2 separate regions of the Mus musculus genome follow, and region 2 is linked to region 1. The links are chromatin contacts, called in public HiChIP or PLAC-seq maps. All regions are on one chromosome and are shown on one strand. The core of a region is the stretch at or near the end of the contact, and the rest is flanking DNA. Distances in the headings are between cores, read along the strand shown.

Region 1 (3,060 bases), core at 233-2,732:
TGTGGAAGAGCTGAGAATAGAGTAGGGGCTTGAAGGACTGGATCTGGCCTGGGGCCAAAGGGAAAAGGACAGGAGGAAAGCGCTCGGCTGGGTCCTGCAGGGAGGAGAGTCTTTGGCTTGTGTTGATAGAAGCCATGTCTGAGAGTGCTTGGGAGGCCTCCCTTGGGAGATTAGACACTGGTCTTTAGCATAAGACCTGCTCCATTGCTCCTGTATGGCGGATCCCGATGAGAAGAGGCAGTCCATGGTTTTAAGGCATTTATTGTAGGCCGGCCATGGCCTTGTGGACAGAGAGGGTAAGGGAATGTGGAGAAAGAGGGAGCAAGAGGGCAAAAGTAAGAGAATAAGAGAGGGAGGAGGGGGCAAATAGACCTATCTGGCTGTTGCCAGGTAACCATGGGACGGAGCATACTGACTGTTGCCAGGTAACTGTGGTGAAGTCCAGACAGAATGCCAGGGGCTTAGGGCATTGTGCCCTACATGACTGATGGCCACAGACTTATGGAGCTGGGACCTGGTGTCTGGTAGCGTGGCAAACTTCCTTCCATCCCTTACAGAGTTATCTGCTGGGTCTCTGGGGTTTAAGCCTAGCTCAACCACAAAGCAGGCTTCCTTTCATGGTTCCACATTTCTCTTCATTCTTACGCCTCACATTTACCTGGGATAATTTGGACCCCTTACATTTCCATAGGACTTATGTCTGGCTTACCAGTATCCACCAAAGACAAGTCAGGGCAAAGTAGAAATAAAGCAAGGGGCAGGATAAAGAGGCTGTAGCAAAGAGCGGTGAACAGGGTGGGAATGAGAACACATGACATATGAATACTTTGGCTGGAAAAGAGTAACCCGAGACTGGAGGATGGCGAGATCCTGGAGAAGGTGAAGTATGAAGGGGTCAGCTGAAGCTGGTAGATATGAAAATGCCATAAGAAAATGAGAAAAGGAGGAAGACTTGCGTTAAATTATAAAACAGTGTGAATAGAACCATTGGCTGTCTGGTTTCCAGCTCACTCTGCCATGTTGAATTCCAGTGCTGCAGCCCCGAAGTCCTTTTCTCCCTGTGAGCACTTCCAGAACTTCTCCTTTCTACAAAAGCTATGCAGGCTTTGCAGACCGGTTCCTAAATAACTTTTAGTTTTTATTGCTAACCTGAATGGAATTTCTAGAGAGTGGGTGTTGGTGTGAAAGAGGAAGAAATATCTTACCCAGACAGCCACAAGAAAACATCAAGGTTTAAAACAGTAATTTACAACACCGTGTACTTCCTTCCGCTGGAGGAGTGGGACTGAGCAAAATCGTATGTATCCTTTTGGGCTTCATCCTCCCTCGTCTTCTCCGCAGGAGAAATGCTGGCTCACAGTGTCCTCTCCTGGGTTCAAACCTGTTTCCCAGTGTGAGGTAGCAAACTGCCCTGCACCATTCCCCGAGGGGGTTGTTATTCTAGGCTGCTGAGAAAGAACACTTGGTGCAAGCTACAGTTTTTTATACCCACAGCTGTTGTTTTTCAACAGACAAGTAAAAGTTGTACATTTATGGTCTACACGTGTGCATCGTGCAGTGGCTAAATTAATGTGCATTGTAATGCTTACTAACTTTTAATGGTGAAAATACCATTTACTCTCTTGCCAATTTTCAAATGTATGACAGAGTTTACAACCTTTCTACTCCTGCTAGAGAGGGTCTTTTTTATCATCATCGTTATTTTATTAGCAGAGTTTGATGTTTTAAGACTTCCTGTGTGAGACAATACAGCATGTATCTTTTTCTAGGCCTGCGTGTTTCACATAGAATACCCGCATGTCTCCATGTCTTCCTATGTGGTCATGAGTAGCTGTCCTATGAAAAGTTGACTTGCATTCTGTCAAGTGTGTGTTCCTGTCTTTTGCTCACTTCAGTTGAGCCAGTGTGGTGTTGACTATTGAGAATAAAAAGGCTGCGAGGAAAATGAGGGTCTGTATCTCTTCAGCACGCTCGCTCCCGCTGACAGCTGACAGCAGTGAGCTTGGGAAACCGTACGATAATTTTATCTTTTATTTCCTTTAAAGACATCCCATACTGCTCTCCTTAAAGGCTGAACTAATTTGGAATTCAGCAATCAACAATTTGGAAGAGTATCTCTTTTTTTTTTTTTCTTTCCATTTTTTATTAGGTATTTAGCTCATTTACATTTCCAATGCTATACCAAAAGTCCCCCATACCCACCCACCCCCACTCCCCTACCCGCCCACTCCCCCTTTTTGGCCCTGGCGTTCCCCTGTTCTGGGGCATATAAAGTTTGTGTGTCCAATGGGCCTCTCTTTCCAGTGATGGCCGACTAGGCCATCTTTTGATACATATGCAGCTAGAGTCAAGAGCTCCGGGGCACTGGTTAGTTCATAATGTTGATCCACCTATAGGGTTGCAGATCCCTTTAGCTCCTTGGGTACTTTCTCTAGCTCCTCCATTGGGAGCCCTGTGATCCATCCATTAGCTGACTGTGGGCATCCACTTCTGTGTTTGCTAGGCCCCGGCATAGTCTCACAAGAGACAGCTACATCTGGGTCCTTTCGATAAAATCTTGCTAGTGTATGCAATGGTGTCAGCGTTTGGATGCTGATTATGGGGTGGATCCCTGGATAAGGCAGTCTCTACATGGTCCACCTTTTAATCTCAGCTCCAAACTTTGTCTCTGTAACTCCTTCCAAGGGTGTTTTGTTCCCACTTCTAAGGAGGGGCATAGTGTCCACACTTCAGTCTTCATTTTTCTTGAGTTTCATGTGTTTAGGAAATTGTATCTTATATCTTGGGTATCCTAGGTTTTGGGCTAATATCCACTTATCAGTGAGTACATATTGTGTGAGTTCCTTTGTGAATGTGTTACCTCACTCAGGATGATGCCCTCCAGGTCCATCCATTTGGCTAGGAATTTCATAAATTCATTCTTTTTAATAGCTGAGTAGTACTCCATTGTGTAGATGTACCACATTTTCTGTATCCATTCCTCTGTTGAGGGGCATCTAGGTTCTTTCCAGCTTCTGGCTATTATAAATAATGCTGCTATGAACATAGTGGAGCATGTGT
Region 2 (3,060 bases), core at 254-2,753, 390 kb before region 1:
CTTATCCGATTCTTGTCTTGGTAATGGGGAATTTCTCCCAGGTGATCTAGCTCATAAATCATGTGAATATCTGATAGCCACTGTTGCAAAAGGGTCCATTTTTAAACAGTTTTCTATCTTGTGGTGGTGATTTTTTCACAATCCCTGCTTATCTACAGGAAATTACCTAAAAATGACACGTCTATTGGATACTCTATTCCATTTTATGATCATTTGGTGAGTGTTATATTGTTCTTCAGTTGTATCCTTCCTGCAATATCAATCAGAGTCCCAAGTGTCTGCGTGGTGTTCTCTCATTTCCATTCTTAATAACATTCTTAAGGATTAGGTCTTACCTCTCAGCACCAGCCAAATTTACCACCTGTCAAAACGTTAATGCCTACTTTCCCACAAAGTGATCCCCAGGTACTTTGGACTCTGTTGGTTGTACCATTTGCCACCACTGTATAGCAATTAAAGTCAAGGGCTCCAATTCATTTTGACTCCTTACATTGCCTTGTGTTGTCTTGTCTCCCCGACTATTCCACGTTCCTCAAGGACAGGTGCATGCTGTGACTATTGCTGATCTCCCTTGCCACTTAATGCAATGACTAATACATCAAAATATCCTTAATAAGGAGATTCCACTTCATACAGATTAAATATTAATGCAGATAAAAGAGTTGACTTATGGAGCATGAATATCTCACTGTGTCTTCTGAGAACAATTGCATAGCAAGTCCTTATTTTTGCCACATCAATTATAAATTTCAAAAAAAAAAAACCCTGAAGGATAAAAAGACACAGAAGATGCATGCAAGAAGTCACAGTATCACACAAAGGATGATCCTATGTGGGAATATATCCAAAGGCAGTCCGTGTTTGACCTTGTTTTTCTGCCAAGGATAGCACTTGCCTCGAGGGTAATTAAGATAGTTACAAGATAAACTGAAAAGGAGAATTGGGTTTTGACATCTGGCAGAATCTTGGAGCCAAAGCAAAATCAGGTTTTACTTAGAGATAAAACAAGATTCACATAAAAATATTAGACTATGTGGAACTAGGTCATGGGTTCAATCCTCAAAATAAATAAAACACAAGACTATGTGTACAAATTGTCATTCAGTCCTTTGGTTTTAAGAATTAATAATTTAGATCCAGACTACTCCCAAAGGTATGTATGTAGCATTAGCCAGCAGTTGTGGTACCTTTAAGAGGTAAGAGAATGAAAAAAGTTACTGGGAGTCTGTCCTTGAAGGAATATCAAAACCCTAAATAAATGACTTAATCCTTTTCTGGCCACCATAAGGTAAACAAGTCTCCTCTAACATGCATCTCTTTTCATGATGCACCATCCTGATATATCACTAAAGAAAGAGAGCAGAATAAGCACAGAATCAAAATTAGGGACCTGGAGACCAGAAGTAACCTTTCTTTCTTATAAGTTGATTAGGCTGTGCATGATTTCACAGAGATGAAAAGCTAACTGACGTGATGTGGATGTGAAACAGGAAGACCTACTGAAGAGGAAGAGGTCAACAAAACCCTCACATCTGTTCTCCTTGAGGGAAACACCCACTGGGAAATGACATGAGGGTGAAAGGAGACCTGGGGGTAGAAAATGAATGTTCATGGCTCAGAGTTAAGATCCTCAGAGAAACTGAACTCACCACTTAGCAACTCTTGGCTTATCGTGGAGGTAATATGAGGTGTGAGAAAAGGTAATTCTGCACAAAGATGGAGCTGAGACAAGATGGCATCATCCATAGCCAATAGGAGAAGTCTAAAAGACATGGACATTCTCAAATGTCTTCAATAGAGAGTGTGTGAATATTGAGTAGGCTGGCACCACCCACCACCCTGCCAGAAAATGAGGTCCTATGAGCCTTGTCCCCACCCACCCTTACAAATCACAAGACTACAGAGGGGTGAGCAGAAGACAATGGGAAGTGTCTAAAAGTACAACCGCTGAGCCAATCATCAACCTATCCGGTAAAAGAGAATGAAAATTAATGCAGCTTATGTCACTATTTTATAGATAAGAACACCAGACTGGAATGACAGACGTCCTTCCTTGAGTGTTATACATGAAGTATGAGGGGAAAAAAACTTTTTGTGTTTATAACATCTGCTCATGTTTGGATACATTTTCCAAAACTCTCCTGAGCCTACATTGTTTCTTCACCATGAATATAAAATTGTGTTATTTCTCAACATATAAAAATAGAAACTCAAATTCCATTTTAGATAAATGCAAAATAAAATCATTTTAATTAATTTATTTTTAAGACATTATGAAGTGCATTTAAAATCAAGACACAGATAATATACAGAAAATTGTTAGGTTTAATTTGTAAATTTAGAAATATTACTGAATTGAGAGTCATTGTACAAAAATAAATTATGTTATCATAAAATAATAAATAAAAGGGAAGTTATGGCACTTGAAATAGGGTGATAAGTAAAATATTTGGAATATGACTAACAAGACATGTTTATAGCTTCTATATCAAAGACCTAGAAAGCATGTGAATGAGCAGAGAATGACAGGACATGCTCATACATCAGAAGGCTCACTCATCAGTATGTTAATCCTCCTACACTTGACTAGTGCACTCAGTATCTCACAGTCAATTCTTAGCTATGTTAGTTTGGCTTTATTTTTTTTTTACAACAACATTTATTCAGAAATGTAAGGATCTAGATTACCCAAGTCAATGTTAATGGATAAAATAAGAATTTGAAAGTGCTGCATTTTTACATATTAAAACTTAAAGAGCCAGGAGACAGCTCAACAAAATGCTCCGCATACAAGCCTGGTGACCTCAGCTCTGATCCTGAGTTCATGTAAAAGTTGAATGTGAGGGTGCACATCTGTAGTCCAGGAGGCAGAGGCAGGAGAATACTGGGAAGCCCCAGGTCCACTGGCACAGTGAAGAGGCAAGAGACAAGCAAAGCCTTGCCTCAGAACCACATATGAGGTGAGGATGGACTTCCAAAGTTATTCTCAGACTTTACTCACACACCATGGCACACTGAACTCACATATGCATCATACACATGAAACACTATACATATACA

What was found. HiChIP or PLAC-seq counts read pairs in DNA pulled down with a chosen protein or histone mark.
Region 2: an H3K27ac HiChIP or PLAC-seq map of large pre-B cells shows a contact between it and region 1, with 4 times the contacts expected there. The contact joins two enhancer-like sites. A contact is called at or near these places in 2 of 484 Hi-C or Micro-C datasets (the 63-12 cell line and the C10 cell line) and 1 of 115 datasets of contacts at active chromatin or transcription factors (large pre-B cells).

What each region holds. Positions count from the first base shown.
Region 1 is chr8:81,078,438-81,081,497 of GRCm38.p6, reverse strand. No RefSeq gene overlaps it. Among named protein-coding and RNA genes, the nearest start is that of Gm9725, 48 kb to the right of the region's middle. Within about 2 kb of position 1,482, at least 24 of the 459 cell types and tissues checked have an H3K27ac peak or open chromatin away from gene starts, as enhancers often do. A contact at or near this core is called in the 63-12 cell line, where this site is marked.
Region 2 is chr8:81,465,439-81,468,498 of GRCm38.p6, reverse strand. The region is part of intron 1 of Inpp4b (inositol polyphosphate-4-phosphatase, type II); the gene reads right to left. Among named protein-coding and RNA genes, the nearest start is that of Gm51582, 120 kb to the right of the region's middle. Within about 2 kb of position 1,503, at least 26 of the 459 cell types and tissues checked have an H3K27ac peak or open chromatin away from gene starts, as enhancers often do. A contact at or near this core is called in the 63-12 cell line, where this site is marked.